Regions from separate parts of the Mus musculus genome. Here all the other regions are linked to region 1. A link is a contact called in public HiChIP or PLAC-seq data. All regions are on one chromosome and are shown on one strand. The core of a region is the stretch at or near the end of the contact, and the rest is flanking DNA. Distances in the headings are between cores, read along the strand shown.

What was found. HiChIP or PLAC-seq counts read pairs in DNA pulled down with a chosen protein or histone mark.
Region 2: a contact with region 1 is called in an H3K4me3 HiChIP or PLAC-seq map of embryonic basal ganglia, with 2.7 times the contacts expected there. The contact joins two enhancer-like sites. A contact is called at or near these places in 2 of 115 datasets of contacts at active chromatin or transcription factors (embryonic basal ganglia and embryonic stem cells) and 1 of 9 other capture datasets (embryonic stem cells).
Region 3: an H3K4me3 HiChIP or PLAC-seq map of embryonic basal ganglia shows a contact between it and region 1, with 2.5 times the contacts expected there. The contact joins two enhancer-like sites. A contact is called at or near these places in 7 of 484 Hi-C or Micro-C datasets (LSK cells, embryonic stem cells, forebrain neurons and 3 more) and 8 of 115 datasets of contacts at active chromatin or transcription factors (astrocytes, embryonic basal ganglia, embryonic forebrain and 3 more).

Annotation. Positions count from the first base shown.
Region 1 is chr12:117,312,534-117,317,179 of GRCm38.p6, forward strand. All of the region lies in intron 1 of Gm5441 (predicted gene 5441), which reads right to left. Among named protein-coding and RNA genes, the nearest start is that of Gm5441, 22 kb to the right of the region's middle. Within about 2 kb of position 2,693, at least 8 of the 459 cell types and tissues checked have an H3K27ac peak or open chromatin away from gene starts, as enhancers often do. A contact at or near this core is called in embryonic basal ganglia, where this site is marked.
Region 2 is chr12:116,936,497-116,941,142 of GRCm38.p6, forward strand. The region is part of intron 11 of Ptprn2 (protein tyrosine phosphatase, receptor type, N polypeptide 2); the gene reads left to right. Among named protein-coding and RNA genes, the nearest start is that of Gm31336, 180 kb to the left of the region's middle. Within about 2 kb of position 1,910, at least 15 of the 459 cell types and tissues checked have an H3K27ac peak or open chromatin away from gene starts, as enhancers often do. A contact at or near this core is called in embryonic basal ganglia, where this site is marked.
Region 3 is chr12:117,051,986-117,056,631 of GRCm38.p6, forward strand. All of the region lies in intron 12 of Ptprn2 (protein tyrosine phosphatase, receptor type, N polypeptide 2), which reads left to right. Among named protein-coding and RNA genes, the nearest start is that of Gm10421, 97 kb to the right of the region's middle. Within about 2 kb of position 2,051, at least 69 of the 459 cell types and tissues checked have an H3K27ac peak or open chromatin away from gene starts, as enhancers often do. A contact at or near this core is called in embryonic basal ganglia, where this site is marked.

The DNA.
Region 1 (4,646 bases), core at 1,443-3,942:
ATCCTTTGTCTGGCAATGACACTGCCTTCCTGTTCTAGCACCTGAAACACCCTTCAGTCAATAGCCTCACAATATGATAGAATTGTGCTGAGCCCAGGACCTTGTGTAACCATTGACCATCCCAGGCAGCCTCTGGGAGCTTGGAGGCAACCTCCAAGACTCCTCCCACCAGGCTGCAGCTCTGTCTCTAAAAGCATTCACATCCTCTGTTGCCCTTTCCTTGCCCAGGGAACATCAGTTCAGGGTTAAGGCTGAGACCCTGCCCTGCCAACAGTCTAGGGGGTAAAGAAGGATGGGAAACAGGGTTATAGAGAAACTGTGATGGTCAGATCAAGTCCCAATGGCTGCTCAACATGTTTTGCTGGTACACAGCTATGAGGAACAGACATTGCTATCCTGCCCTTCCTACAACTATTCTGCCATAAAATGGCAATGGGGAGAAAGTCTAGAAAGAGATGACTCAGCCAGCACACTCTTGTCTTGAAACTGCAAGGACCTGAGTTTGACTTAGAACCCATGCCAGGCATGATTGCACATTTGTAATCTCAGTACTGGGAAGACAGAGGCAGGAGGATTCCTAGAACTCCCTGAGCAGCAGCCTAGCCTAACTGGTAAGCTCCAGGCCAATGAGAGACACTGTCTTAAAGAAAACAGGTGGAATTCCTTAGGATGATACCTAGGGTTGTCCTTCAGCCTCCACATGAACATACATATGTGCACCTTCATACATATGAACATACACACCCATAAGCATGCAAGTGCACATGCCCACATGTGCACACACAATAAATTAAATTTAGTTAGGCATTAAAAGGGGAGAAAGATGGCAACAGAAGTATTGTCCCAAGTTCTAGAAAATTCTAAGAGACACCAGTATAACCTCACAACCTTCTTCTACTCCCTTTCAAGCTGGGGAATGGGTGTCCCACTTGCACTGTGAGCACATGCCCACACTTGAGATGCAGGCCCAGTGCTTTCTTCCACTTCCTCAGCTCTGCTCAAGGCTAGGATCATTTGGACAACTCTGACTAATCCCAAGGTCCTCTAGACTTATGGGACGATGGGGTGTCCTCCTAAGGTGGTTGTGCCCCCAGAGTGTATCACCTGAGTGTTTTACCTATTTCCTTTACCTGTGGTTGCAGTCCTGCTGAAGGAAGTTTGTCACTGGGGACAGACATTGAGATTAACAAGTCTTGCATTTATAGTTTCTTCTCTCTGCTCCATGACTGTGATTTAAGATGTAAGCTCTCAGCTTCCCATTCCTGGCTCCTTTGTCTCTTCACAAATACTGCTATCATCTGAGCACCAAGGATTCAAACACGTGATTCTGTGGTGCCATTTTATATTCCGGGCACAACAACCTCTGTGCTCAGCATAAGACACTGCAGACTTTGCTGTGTGAAACACATTTATAGGTAACAACAGCCACTCTTGCATCTGGAGGCTTGGCCCTTCCCAGAGTGCTTAGGGGTCAGGAAGCACATGGAGAAGACAGTGTGTTATGCAGCACCAAGGCTGGGATTCCACAGAGAGTAAAAGAAAAGAGGGAACCAGAAAGGAAAAGAGCTGTGGACTCAGGCTGCTCCTGTCGTCAAAGCCAACATCCTGGACTGGAAGACTCCCTTGTAGTGTGAGAGTTATGCCAATGTTATGAGCATCTCATCTCCCTAAAGACCTGTTCCTACTGGGTTCAGGATTTAGGAAAATAAATCATCATATTACATATTATTGTCTTGTCCAGTTACTGCCACAGCTTTGTCACAGGGTGATTTTACAGATGGGGCCAAGGCAGAATGCAGCTGGGCTGGAAAACAGATAGACTTCCTGCCTGGAAGGGAAGCAGAGTATCCTGTGGCCACAGTACTCATGCACCCATTGGAATCTGTGATGGTTAATTTTGATTATCAGCCAGACAGAATCATCTAGACCAAAAACCTTTGGACATGTCTGGGGGGGTAGAGGTCCTACATTGGGTCAGGGGTAGGAAGACTCAACCTGAATGGGGGCAGCACCAACTTGTGGACTGGGGTCCCAGACTGAATAAAAAGCAAGCTGAGTACCAGCATCCATCGCTCTTTGCTTCCTGGCTGTGGAAGTCATGTGACCAGCCAGATGCCTCACACTTCTACCAACATGCCCCTCCTGCCATGCTGGCTACACCCTCAAATGATAAGCCAAATGAACCTCGCCTTCCTTAGTTGCTTTGTCAAGCATTTTGTCCCAACTACAAGGAAAGCAAACAATACAGAAGCTGATCTTGGTAGACCTTGTAGGGCGATGAGTCCCCCCATTGCACCCCTCATTGCATCCAAGTGCATGTGCCTGAGAATTATGAGGCTACAGTTGGTTGGGAGTCCTCCCTGGTCTGGGTTTGCCCATGCACTACCCAGTGACTGTCCACTATTGAACTCTGTTCTGCATAGTCAGAAGTGGCCGGGACACATGGTTTCCTGAGGAATAAAGCTGTACCCATCAGTAGACATTGCCACACACACAGTTATCACAGACGCACCCTCCTGGTTGCTCAGACTCAGTGGTATTCCTGGACAGCCTCCACCAGAAGACAGCCTGCCTGCTGCAGACAAGCACAATACACTCCAAGCCCCTTCCCCCAACCCAGCATGGTGTAACATTCACCTCCTAATTGGCAGCCTGACAGGAATTCATCCTTCCACTGAGACCATTGAGTGGAGGCTTGAAGGGCCAGATCTCACATGGCCACAGCTGAGAACCACTGGGGCTTGCCCTGGGCCTGCTCAGTATTCATGAAATAACACAGTTCCTCACGGCTCCTTGGAGGCTCTGAAAGCAAAAGGACTTTGTCCTTGGATTTAAAGTGAGCAGGGAAGTCCTGGGTACAATACAGGGCTGTGAGGTAGCTTCAGCTAAGGCACTTCGGGAGGAGGAAGAGGGGATGCAATGAGGAGTAATCCAGCTTCCTCCTCATCCCCAGTGGGGAATGTCAGGTGAGTGCAGGTAGTGTGTGAAGCTGCAGCTCTACCCACACCAGACATCCCCCACAAGCTTTCTCCCTGCTAAGACTCTGGCTCCTGGTTAACATTATGGATCTGGGGGTTTCTGGGGATACTACAGAGATTCCATTTTCCTATCTCATGGTTGGTGCCTCAGAAGGGTGAGAAGAGAGGAAAGGGGCAGACTGCTAGTCATGTGGGAAATGGCAGAAAAGGGAGACCCTGCAGAGGAATCCCCATGGTCAGAGACAGAACCACTCTTCAGAATGAGCTTGCTGTGAAGAAGCTACTGTGCTCTGCAGAGGAAGGAGCCCCGTGGCACTTATACAGTCCTACTGCGCCTAGGCCCCTCAAGTCAAACTGGGAAGTCACTCCTTTCTTAGAGACAGCCAATGACAAGAAAGCCTGGAACAGCAGGCACAGGAGGTGGAATTGGCTGCTGAGGACAGACACCAACAACGTCACTAGCCTCATGTCAGCTCAGGCACAGCACCCAACACAGACCCTGGAAAAGGAATTTCTCCTGCCACAGCAGACTAAACTGGAACATGGAATAGGAGACCAATGTGGTCTTGCCACATGGTCCTGAGATTGACTCACAGTGTCACCCTTGTGGCCAAAGACCTGAGCTCCTGTTGATCATGACATCACGACATCACCAGGGTAAACAATGCTGTCATATCTACAAGGAGATGGAAGTATTGACCCAGAGGCCTTTGCACACTCATGCACAGATGTAAGCATGGGAATGTCCACACAGACACACACGTGATGTGCGCAGACACAGAAGATTTGTAGCAGGATTGGAAGGGAAGGGTACACTAAGTCACCCTATCCTCACTTGGGTGCCTGCTGGGATGAACACCAGGGTACACAACTGGACTGCTTAGAGACAGGTATAGAAAAAATACCAAGCAGACAGAATGAGAGAAGGCAGACCTATGAAGAAATCAGGGTGTGTGTGTGTGTGTGGGGGGGGGGGGTTGTTCAACAAAGGCACAAGGAAAGAATTAAAGAAATCCCCACTTTCTCCATCCCACCCCCCAAAACTCCATTCTGCCCCTAATAAGACTCCTTCCCTCTTCTCTATCCTTAACTACAAAAACCCCAGCACTCAGAAGCTGAGGCAGGCAGATCTCTAAGTTCAAGGACAACCTGGTCTACAGAATGGGTTCCAGGACAGCCAGGACTACACTGAGAAACTCTGTCTTGAAACAAACAAACAAAAAATTAAAAATGTAAGATTTTACTACAGGAAACAAATATTAAAACAGATTAAAATAAAAACCATGGGGTAAAGCCAGGCATGGTGGCACATGCCTTTAATCCCAGCACGTAGGAGGCAGAGGCAGGCAGACTAAACATGGGGTAGGGCAGTATTTGCAATAAATGTTACAATACATGATTAATTAGATTGCAATCTAATAAAAAAGTTAAATATATTCATTTCTGTTTTTGTTTGCTTGTTTTCATTCTAGGGAACTTAAGGTCTCTGTCAGAACTTCATGAACGTACTACATTCATACATGCAAGTAAAGTACTCAAACACATAAAACAATGTTTGAGTATGTTTTAAAGTGTCTAACTAAATACCTGAGGTAATGTCATCCTGTCCCAACATTACTTTGTTTCTGCCTGATCCCTTTGTAGTCTTCCACCTTCAGCAGCCACATT
Region 2 (4,646 bases), core at 660-3,159, 380 kb before region 1:
GCGTGGGACTCTTGGCTCTAGTTGCATATGTAGCAGAGGATGGCCTAGTCGGTCATCAGTGGGAGGAAAGGCCCTTGTTCTCGCGAAGGTTCTATGCACTAGTATAGGGAATGCCAGGGCCAGGAAGCAGGAGTGGGTGGGTTGGTGAGCAGGGGGAGGGTGGAGAGGATAGAGGATTTTCAGAGGGAAAACTAGGAAAGGAGATAACATTTGAAATGTAACTAAAGAAAATATCTAATAAAAAAGAAAAAAATCATAACTTTATCTTTGCTTCACCAAATTAAGCTAACTTTTTTTAACCACGATTCCTTATATAGATTAGCTTCTGAGAAGCTATTTCACCCTAAGTAAGGATGAAATTATCTCTCCCATCTCTGAACTCACAGACACATCACTAATATGTGTGCTCACAATTTGACAAATATGTCCCTTCTTTATTTTTTCTGTGCATGTATATATGCTGTATGTGTGTCATATAAACTTTAACTACTATTCTCCTTGCCTCTTAACACAGACCACATAGCTCAATGTCAAATACACACGTGGTGCTTAATGCGGTATCTCATTACTTGCTTAATAAATGCTTACAAAATGTAAAGAAAAAAATTAGGCTTTCTCCTTTGATTGTAACTGCTAACCAGCTCACAGGCCAGTGAGTGATACTCCCAGGCAGGTGTTCCTGGGTACTATAAGAAATGAGGCTGAGCAAGCCATTCATAGCAAGGCTGTAAGAAGCGTTTTCTTTTCCCCATGGCTTCTGCTTCAATTCCTGCCTCCATGTTCCTGCCTTGAGGTCCTACCCAGTCTTCCCTCAGCAACAGAGTGTAGCCTGAGAGTTTTAAGATGAAACACACCCTTTCCTCTCCAAGCTGCTCTTGGTCATTGTGTTTTATCACAGCAATAGAAATCCTAAGTCAGATAAGGATATTAAGTAATTATCTATAATGGCCTTCCAGCCAGTTAAGAATGACATATCTCCCAGACTCAGGGACAGAGATCTGAAGTTGCACCTCCTAGTTTTATAAGCTCTTATGAGGCAACAGTCCATCCTCATTGACCTCTATGTGCACTTTTGTCTGACTAGCTACCTAACAGGAGCAGAGGACGGAGCTGTGCAAATATCCTGCCTCATCATACCTCTGGCATTCCACGTATAGAGGGCTGCTCCCTGTCTTTCAAGGCAAGAGGACCATAGATATCCCCTATGTCTCTCCAGAGGACTTCTAGAACGTCCTCTGTGATCTTATCATATGGGAAAGCCAACCTTTGCTAATTACCATGGCTCTTTCTTCTTTAACAAGCTTATTCGCACTGGGTCTTGCTTTTCAGAATATACACGCATTCATTCACAAATGCACTTCCCTATAATTTTATAGAAAAGAAAAGTCCTTCCTGAGGCACTACCCTGCCCTTTGCTGTGGTGTTTGTTAACAGTATTAATCCAATTTGAATGAAAATTATCCTTTATATTGCTTCCCATATATACACATTTTTCTCTTTAAAATGGGAAGGTTATCCCAAATGCTATGTTTTTCTTTGCTGCAAGGACCAAGGGGGCTGTTTTAATACAGATTAGTGGAAGTGCAAGGCAGAGCGCTGTAGGTGGTGGAACCAGTTATCATTTGTGTGATTAGTTTCACCTTGTAGCTGTGTCTCTGAAAATGCAATTAACAGTTTCATATTGAGTGCGGCTCGCTTTTATTCCTGCTGCATGGGGTGCAGCATTTACATCATAAAAAAAACTAATTGGTAAACACAGTCTTGCCAGCTCTGCTGGACCCACCCAGTTCTTCTCAGTTAATTGGCTCAGTTTCAAAACACACACACACACACACACACACACACACACACACACTGGATAGGATTTCAAAGGGTGCCATGGATTAGAGAGCTGGCAAGCACTTGTGCTCACAAACCCAAACCGACTCCAAGGAGACTCAGGAAAAAAAAAATATTTCAAATTAATGCTGATTGCAGCAATGTGCTTGTCCAATTGTTGCCATGGAAACCATTTCATCTGCTAATCTGAGTGTTTGTGTGTGTGTGTGTGTGTGTGTGTGTGTGTGTGTGTGTGTGTGTTGGGACTCTCTAATGACCTTCACAGAGGAAGTCAGACCTGTGCTCCCTTAGTGCTTCATCCAGAAGAAACAGTCCTTAATGTCCTGCCAGCATCCACAGCTCAGCCTCCCCATCCCCAAACCACTCCAGCCTGTCTACCAGTTCCACTTGTGGAATGTTCAAACACATATAGCCCTGCCCCATAAAATGCCTGCTGAGGAAGAGTGGAGACAGCCTATCACTGGGTTGTGATATTGGCACAGATTTTCTCTCCTGGAAAGTTGGGTGCTGATCTAAAGAGTATCAGAAAAGAGTGGAACAGAAAGCAACATGAAGTCTCAGTCCTAGCAGACAAAAAGCCAGGCTTTCCTATCTATGTACAGAGGGTGAGCCAAGGATGCACTCTCAAGACCATGTGATAACATCCTCCATCCCAAGGATGCACTCTCAAGACCATGTGATAACATCCTCCATCCCAAGGATGCACTCTCAAGACCATGTGATAGCATCCTCCATCTTCACAGTTGCCTCTGTCCCTGAGGTGAGGATGACTGAACCCTCTAGTAACATAACTGAGGCTGATCAGCTGAAACCCCTCTCCCTACCACCAGCCCCTCTGCCCTGGACTCTTTGTTTACATCGTCCTAATTAGCAGGATCTAACAAGGATTAAGGGTTATGCCCCTTGAGTTTGACCATATAAATTGCTAGACTACAATAGACATGATCCTCAAATTTTCTTCTAGTAGCAAAATTAGTTCCCTAGTAAAGATTTGTCTGTAATTGAAAAAATTAAGGGTTGGGGGTGTGCAAAACACAGCTCTCACCTCAAAGGACATGGGATTGTTTATTCCAGAGCCAAACACAAGTGACCATGTCCTAGTAAAACATTGATTACCAAAAACTCCATGTTTCTAACATGGTGATGGTGTCAAGTTTTCTTTAGCAACAAACCCAAGAAACTCATAAATCGATACTCTTCAAATATTTTTGTGGAAATACCAAGTAAGAGGGGTGCAGAAAGGTAAGAGTATCTTAGCTGCAGGCATCAGATGCTAACTGGTCTCCTTAGCTTTCACTTGGCGGAGCTAGGGTCCTAGTACATCCCAAAAGACTTCCCTCATAATCACGAGGGCATAATACACACACGGCTAGTCACTTTTCTATTGCTGTGATCATACACTATGAACCATGACACTTACAGGAGGAGGGGCTTATTTTGAACTTATGCCAACCAGAGGAAGGAGAGGGTCCATGCAGACAGCACTTCAGACAAGCTACCACACATGCAGAAGAGGCCAATCTGTGAAAGGAGCTAAAGATAGCCCAAGGTAAATTATAACTGGGCTTTAGACCAGCACCATCCCAAATCTCTCTGCAATTGTTGAAACTCTAATCACTCAATCAGCCTTTCAGAAGGGTCACAGATAGAAAAAGGAAAAGAATACAAAACAGAAAAACCACAAAAATTAAAAAAACAAAACAGTTTGGTCACATGGTCACCTCTCCCAAAGAGGAAACTATTTTCCAGCATCCCTTAAGTTAGGCTTGCACATCAGGCTACAGCCAACGAGCTTTGGCGGGGTGTGCTATGCACCCTTTTCTTTACTTCACTTCCTTATTCTGCTTCCAGAATGTGTATCTTTGGCTGGTGTTACATTGAAAACTGAAGTCCTCCTTTTGGTTCTTGGACTCATCAACAAAATATTTTGTAAACACCCTGAACATATATACATACAAAACACACTAATGGACTTAGTAGATTCACACACACCCGCACCCAAAATAAAAGACGAAATCATTAATTTTAGATGGAGTTGGGAAAGATGGGGAAAGGCCAGGATGATGCGGATACAGTGTACACATAGGAAATTCTCCCTATCAATTTCAGAAAAGATTTGGAAATTTTAGGGTCAACTGTAAAAAGTTTACATTCCTTGGCCTTTCAGATCTTGACACCTTATTTTTTTGCATCTAAAATAGGTTTTACCAGTCAATCAGTTCAGAAAATGTATTCCCTATGACTTCTAGACTGGACACCTTGCCCATATTGGGCAGCTGAAAGGGTCTCTGCTGTAACCTCAGGTCCATAGGACCCCCTGTCGCCCTTGACTTGACAGCACCTGCATGTATACCATTAAGCCTCCTGAGCATCTTTTGCACTTTACTTAACCTCATATGTGAATATAAATAAGTCATATGGAGATTCAACTAAAGGCAAGAATCTGAACGTTGCATACCATGGCCAGAGCTGTACTACAAGAACTCTGAGCAGCTGGATGGACATGCTCCAAGTGACCCCAAGCCAGTTCCTCAGATGAAAAAGGGATCTGAGAGATGCTGAACCCAGACTTGATACTTAGTGTGTAAACATAATAAGCCTTTCTGCACTATGCTAATGATGGGGGTTTCAAATCCCCTGTCACAAATACAGAAACGGAAACAGAAATAAGGATTTTAAAGACAAAATGTGGTAGAGGATGGATTTTTTAAACACACTGAAAAATAAACTCATAGGGCTGGGATGTGGTTCAGTGACCAAGCATTGCTAATCCACCAAAAAGTCCTCAGGGACACAGATGAGGAATT
Region 3 (4,646 bases), core at 801-3,300, 260 kb before region 1:
CCTTTGCTTTACGTGAAATGTCCACTGCCAGGAGCAAAGAGATGATTCTCTCCCCCTTGTATGGAGAAGATAGAATTATGTGCCTGTCTCATATCTGTGACTCGTCTGCTTGTTGAAAACAGACCTTAGAAGAGAAAGAAGACATCGGCCAGGTGGGTCCTCACAGAACAACCCTCCACCATGTGTCAGGGTCCTGATGGGACCGCCACAAGTCCTCAGCGCACCACCCATGCCAAGGACAGCATTCCCCTGCAGGGTGCAAACTGCAAGTCCTTGGGCACTGAGGTCAAATTAAAAGTGAATACACTCACAGCAGGGCAAGACTAACCATAATGTATTCATTTCACATAGCACACCTTCTTTATCCATGGGATTCCAAGCTCTTCCCCTTAGGCTCCCCTTACCACCATGCTCAGCCCTTCCCTTGATATCTTGCTCTGCTGTTAATGGGCCTCCTACTCACACCATTCCTCTTCCTAGCATCTTATCTCTCCCTCTAACTCCAGCCTAGCTATTACTGCTTCTCCCACTGGCCATTTCTCCTCTACCTAATGGTGGCAGGCTAGGTCCAGGGAGCCTCATGCAGCTCTGCAGAGAGATTAGTGCACATCCTTAACAGGCAATGTTGGTGTGAACCTACAGGGCACTGTGATTACCCCCAAGACCAAATCAGCATAAGACAAGCAGCAATGGAATTCTTCCTCTGTAATTTCTTGTTTGTGAACAATTAGTTCTCTGAGGACTGTGATGACCTGCATGGGGGACTCCTGGTGCAGAGACATAGGATATAGTCACCAGGATAAAAGAGGACTGTGGTGACCTGTGTGGGGGACTCCTGGTGCAGAGACATAGGACCTAGAAAAAAACACCTGGTGGTTCTTCATCACAGGCCCTACTTATCAACAAGTTAACCTCCCTGCAACAGCCTTCAAACTGTGTGTGTTAAGCAACAACTGCTTATTATTCAGTGTAGCTTTCCAAAGAAAACCAGGGTATTGCAGATGTAAATATGTGTTCATTAGTTGTTCCCACAGCCACCTCAGTGAGCAATCCCCAACTGTCACATATACACGCATGGCCATACCTCCCAAGGGACCCATAGCCAGTGACAAGGAAGAACAGAGCTTAGAGAGAGGCATGCTAGGATCCCTTTGCATGAGGGGAGTTCGGTGTGGCCCATGTGCTAGAGAAGGTGGCAAAGACACCAAGCCAGGGAGTCCATATGCAGGCGCTGAAGGCCATCCAAGGAAGCCGTGCAAGGCCCTAGTGGCCACCATTGCGCTGTTTCCTTGTAATTATACACACCTCGTGTGCTTGCTTTTGAAGACATTAATTGCATGATTAGTTTTATGATTTCTTCTGATTACCAATTAAGTTACCTTTCTTATTTCATACATACCATTAGACCGTACAGTGGTGCTTTTTTAATTTCTCACTTAGCAGGGGTTCTCACACATCTGAAGGCTACATTACCCTCTCAATAAACAGAGAGGGTTTAATTTTCTGTGCAAGTATTGGTGTGGACTTGGCAGGATGATGTTTCAGATTTTATGCTATCAAGAGTGACATTTAATTTTATAGGGGGGTGGAAATCTTGGTTGTCACTGTCACAGCAATGTTCACAGAGCATGAGCTGAGAAACGTGTAGAGACCAGAGCCCGTGGTCCCACACTCCTGGCCTGCGTACAGTTGTCATGTTTCCTTTCTCTGAGGAGTCCATCTCTAGTCCTTCTCCCTTTATTTGCATTGGTTAATATGTCTGATTCTCCTAAGCTAGGCCCACAAAGGCCTTTGTGCAGGGCACTCTCCTGAGGTTGGTACATTCAGGCAGGCGTCTGTACAAACTGTTTTCCTTACACACGATTCGCACAGGAGTTTGTGCAGTGAATTCTCCTCCTCGGCGGGGTTGAGAAGGTGAGAAGCTGCAGCTGTACGGCATAGAGTGAGCGCCCCACATCGCCTGCAAAGAAAAATCCAAATGTAATCAACAGACGGTCAGGTGGAGGAGACTAATTGGATTGCTCTGAAATGACTCCATAAACCGGGAATGTGTGGGTGGAGGCAGGGTTTACCCATGTGATTCAGCGGTCCCGATTCACAGCGGCACACACAAAGGGGCTGCGAAAATGCTGTTTATAATATTGTGTATGGGTTGGAGACCCGCAGGTTGATTTAAAATGTATGTATAGTTCCAGGGCTCTGACAGCCAGGCCGCCCTGGAGGGGGAGCCGCTGGGAGGTCTAAGATACTTTTAATTGGATGTGGCTATAGAAAGAGAAAGTTCCAATTTCGATGTTGATCCTTGAAGTATTAGCTCGACAAAGCTTTGCATTGTGGTGCACAGAGAAAGGAAGGAGGACGAAAGGGGTGGGGGACACACTGTCCCTGCAGTACCATATGCTCTTCTGCGGGCCCACGAGGGCTACACACTTTCCTAGGGAAAAGTGAAAACCTGGGATGTTCCCACCACACACAGGGAGGGTACCCTAGTACCTCAACGCTATGATTTTTTTTCATAAATTGTACAAAAAATCATCACAGGGTTCCTGGGCACTCTTTATTTACCCCAGGCATGGGTGTTTAGCCACTCTGGCTCTTTCTAAATTCTGCTCCTTGTATTGTCTCTGCTCCTGAATTATGTATGAGCCTGAGTCTGTCAGTCCCTGAGCACAAAGACCACACTGGGCCTCTGGCACCCCTCAGTCTCAGTAATTACTGCTCCTTAAGGGCCAGTGTCCCTGCCCCAGTGTATTTTTGTGTATTTTTTAAAGACTAATTTAGGATTTCTTTAGGGGAGTTTTTCAGAGTCATCGTGTGTGGGGTGGGAGTGGGGAGGGCTCATTACCAGTGTTTCATGTAAGCCAAAATACAATATTATAAGTTAAAATTTAAAACTATTAAGAACAACAACAACAATAACAACAACAACAAAAAAAAGAGTTGGTAACATGAGTGGGTGCTGAAGAAGACCCACAGTGTAGTGCTCTGACTTCCCATCAAGCCCTCGGGTGGGGGTGGGCAGCTTGATCGGCTTGCCATCAGCTTCACCGTGGGCAGGGGGAAGGCGTGAAGGCAGGTGCCAGGGGTCCCACTCCAGGAGCTAGCTCTCCAACACCCGAATCTCTGTCCTGCAAGCATGTTGGTGTCAGTGGCCAATAGTGCTTGTGATGTTCCCTAGTAGCACATGGGAGGGACCTCCATGTAGGGTGGGCTCAACCAGCAAGGTCAGTTAGGAGGAGCAGTAGTTCCCCCTCACTCACACATGTCACCGGGAGACCCAAGCAGGCTGTGTACTGAGCCAGGGGCCTTTACCAGGGAACTTCCAGATGCTTGCCCTGGCTGCTCCCAGGAGAGTCCTGGTCTAGTGCTTCATTGGAAGGAAAACTGCTGGTTCCCAGTGGGGCCTGTGATGGGGACTTCTTCCAGGATCCGTGGTCTTTGGATGTGAATATCACTGCCAACAGTGTTCCTTCTAGCAGCTGCTTCCCAAGCTGGAACTCGGAGGGGCAAGGTGACTCTGGGCACACGGGAGTGGAGCATGGCCCCCTCTTTCAGTCCTTCGGAGCCAGGTGGTTCCACCTAGAACACTTGTTTATCCTGATCACTGCAGTTCTTATTTAGTGTACTGTGATGGGAGGGATAAACCATCACACCTTGCCTTCCCATTGGCTCGTCACATCAATACCCTTAAGTTCTACGTCAGACGATGCTCTACGGGGTCCATCTGTACAGTGTTCCTTCTGCAATTTGCTGTGCAAGCCAGGTGTCATTGGGTGGAAACTATGCCGAAGGGCAAGCAAGCATCCTACCACTGCCCCCATTCTTCTGACCTCGTGGTTGGTTCTTGGGCTGCGTCTTGTCCTCGTCTACACAGTTCTGACTGCCCCACCTCCACTGTTTCCGGCCCTTCCCTCATTATTTTCGAAGAGCTGAGCGAGTCAGGCTGATATGGCCACTGGTTCTGCTCTGTTGCCCCCAGTGTGGATTTTAACTCTGCTTTTGTAGCTTTAATTTCCTTACTCTTTCTTCATCTCCCCCAGTTCCTGCTCTTTGCCTTCATAACTTGATAACAGCCTAGCTTTTATTAAGCTGCTGTTTCTCATCGCACTGTGTCTTGGCTCCCACATTACTAACTCTGTCCCTGCGCCTTCTTTGGGCCGCGCAGGCAGCCAACCTCTTCTGGCCGTGTTTGTGAATATGTTCGCGAGGCTATTGCTTCAAAGCATGGGATACTGTGGCCTTTCCTGCCTTACAAATAGTCTCCCCAGATGCCCAGTAGATGGTTTTTAATCTTTTCTCTTTACTCAAGTCAAGAAGCCCCACACAGCTTCTTATTCTGACACAAGATGAGAAATGTGTTAGTCCCCTGGCTCAGGTCCCTGTCCACTCCTCTGTCAGAAGGATTCTCTTCCAGACACATGGCTCATGCATGGAGCAGGGAGATGGTTGATGCGCTCAGCCGAGGACAATCCCTGGATTCTGATGTATGTTTTAGACAGCTTTAGTGAAGTATAATTGATCTGTGATAAAATAGCCAATTAGATGCATTTAAAATATATTACATTTTCAACTAACTCATGGGGGTGGGCCATGATATACAAATGAAAGTCATAGGACAATTTGCAGGGACCAAACCATCTTACCCA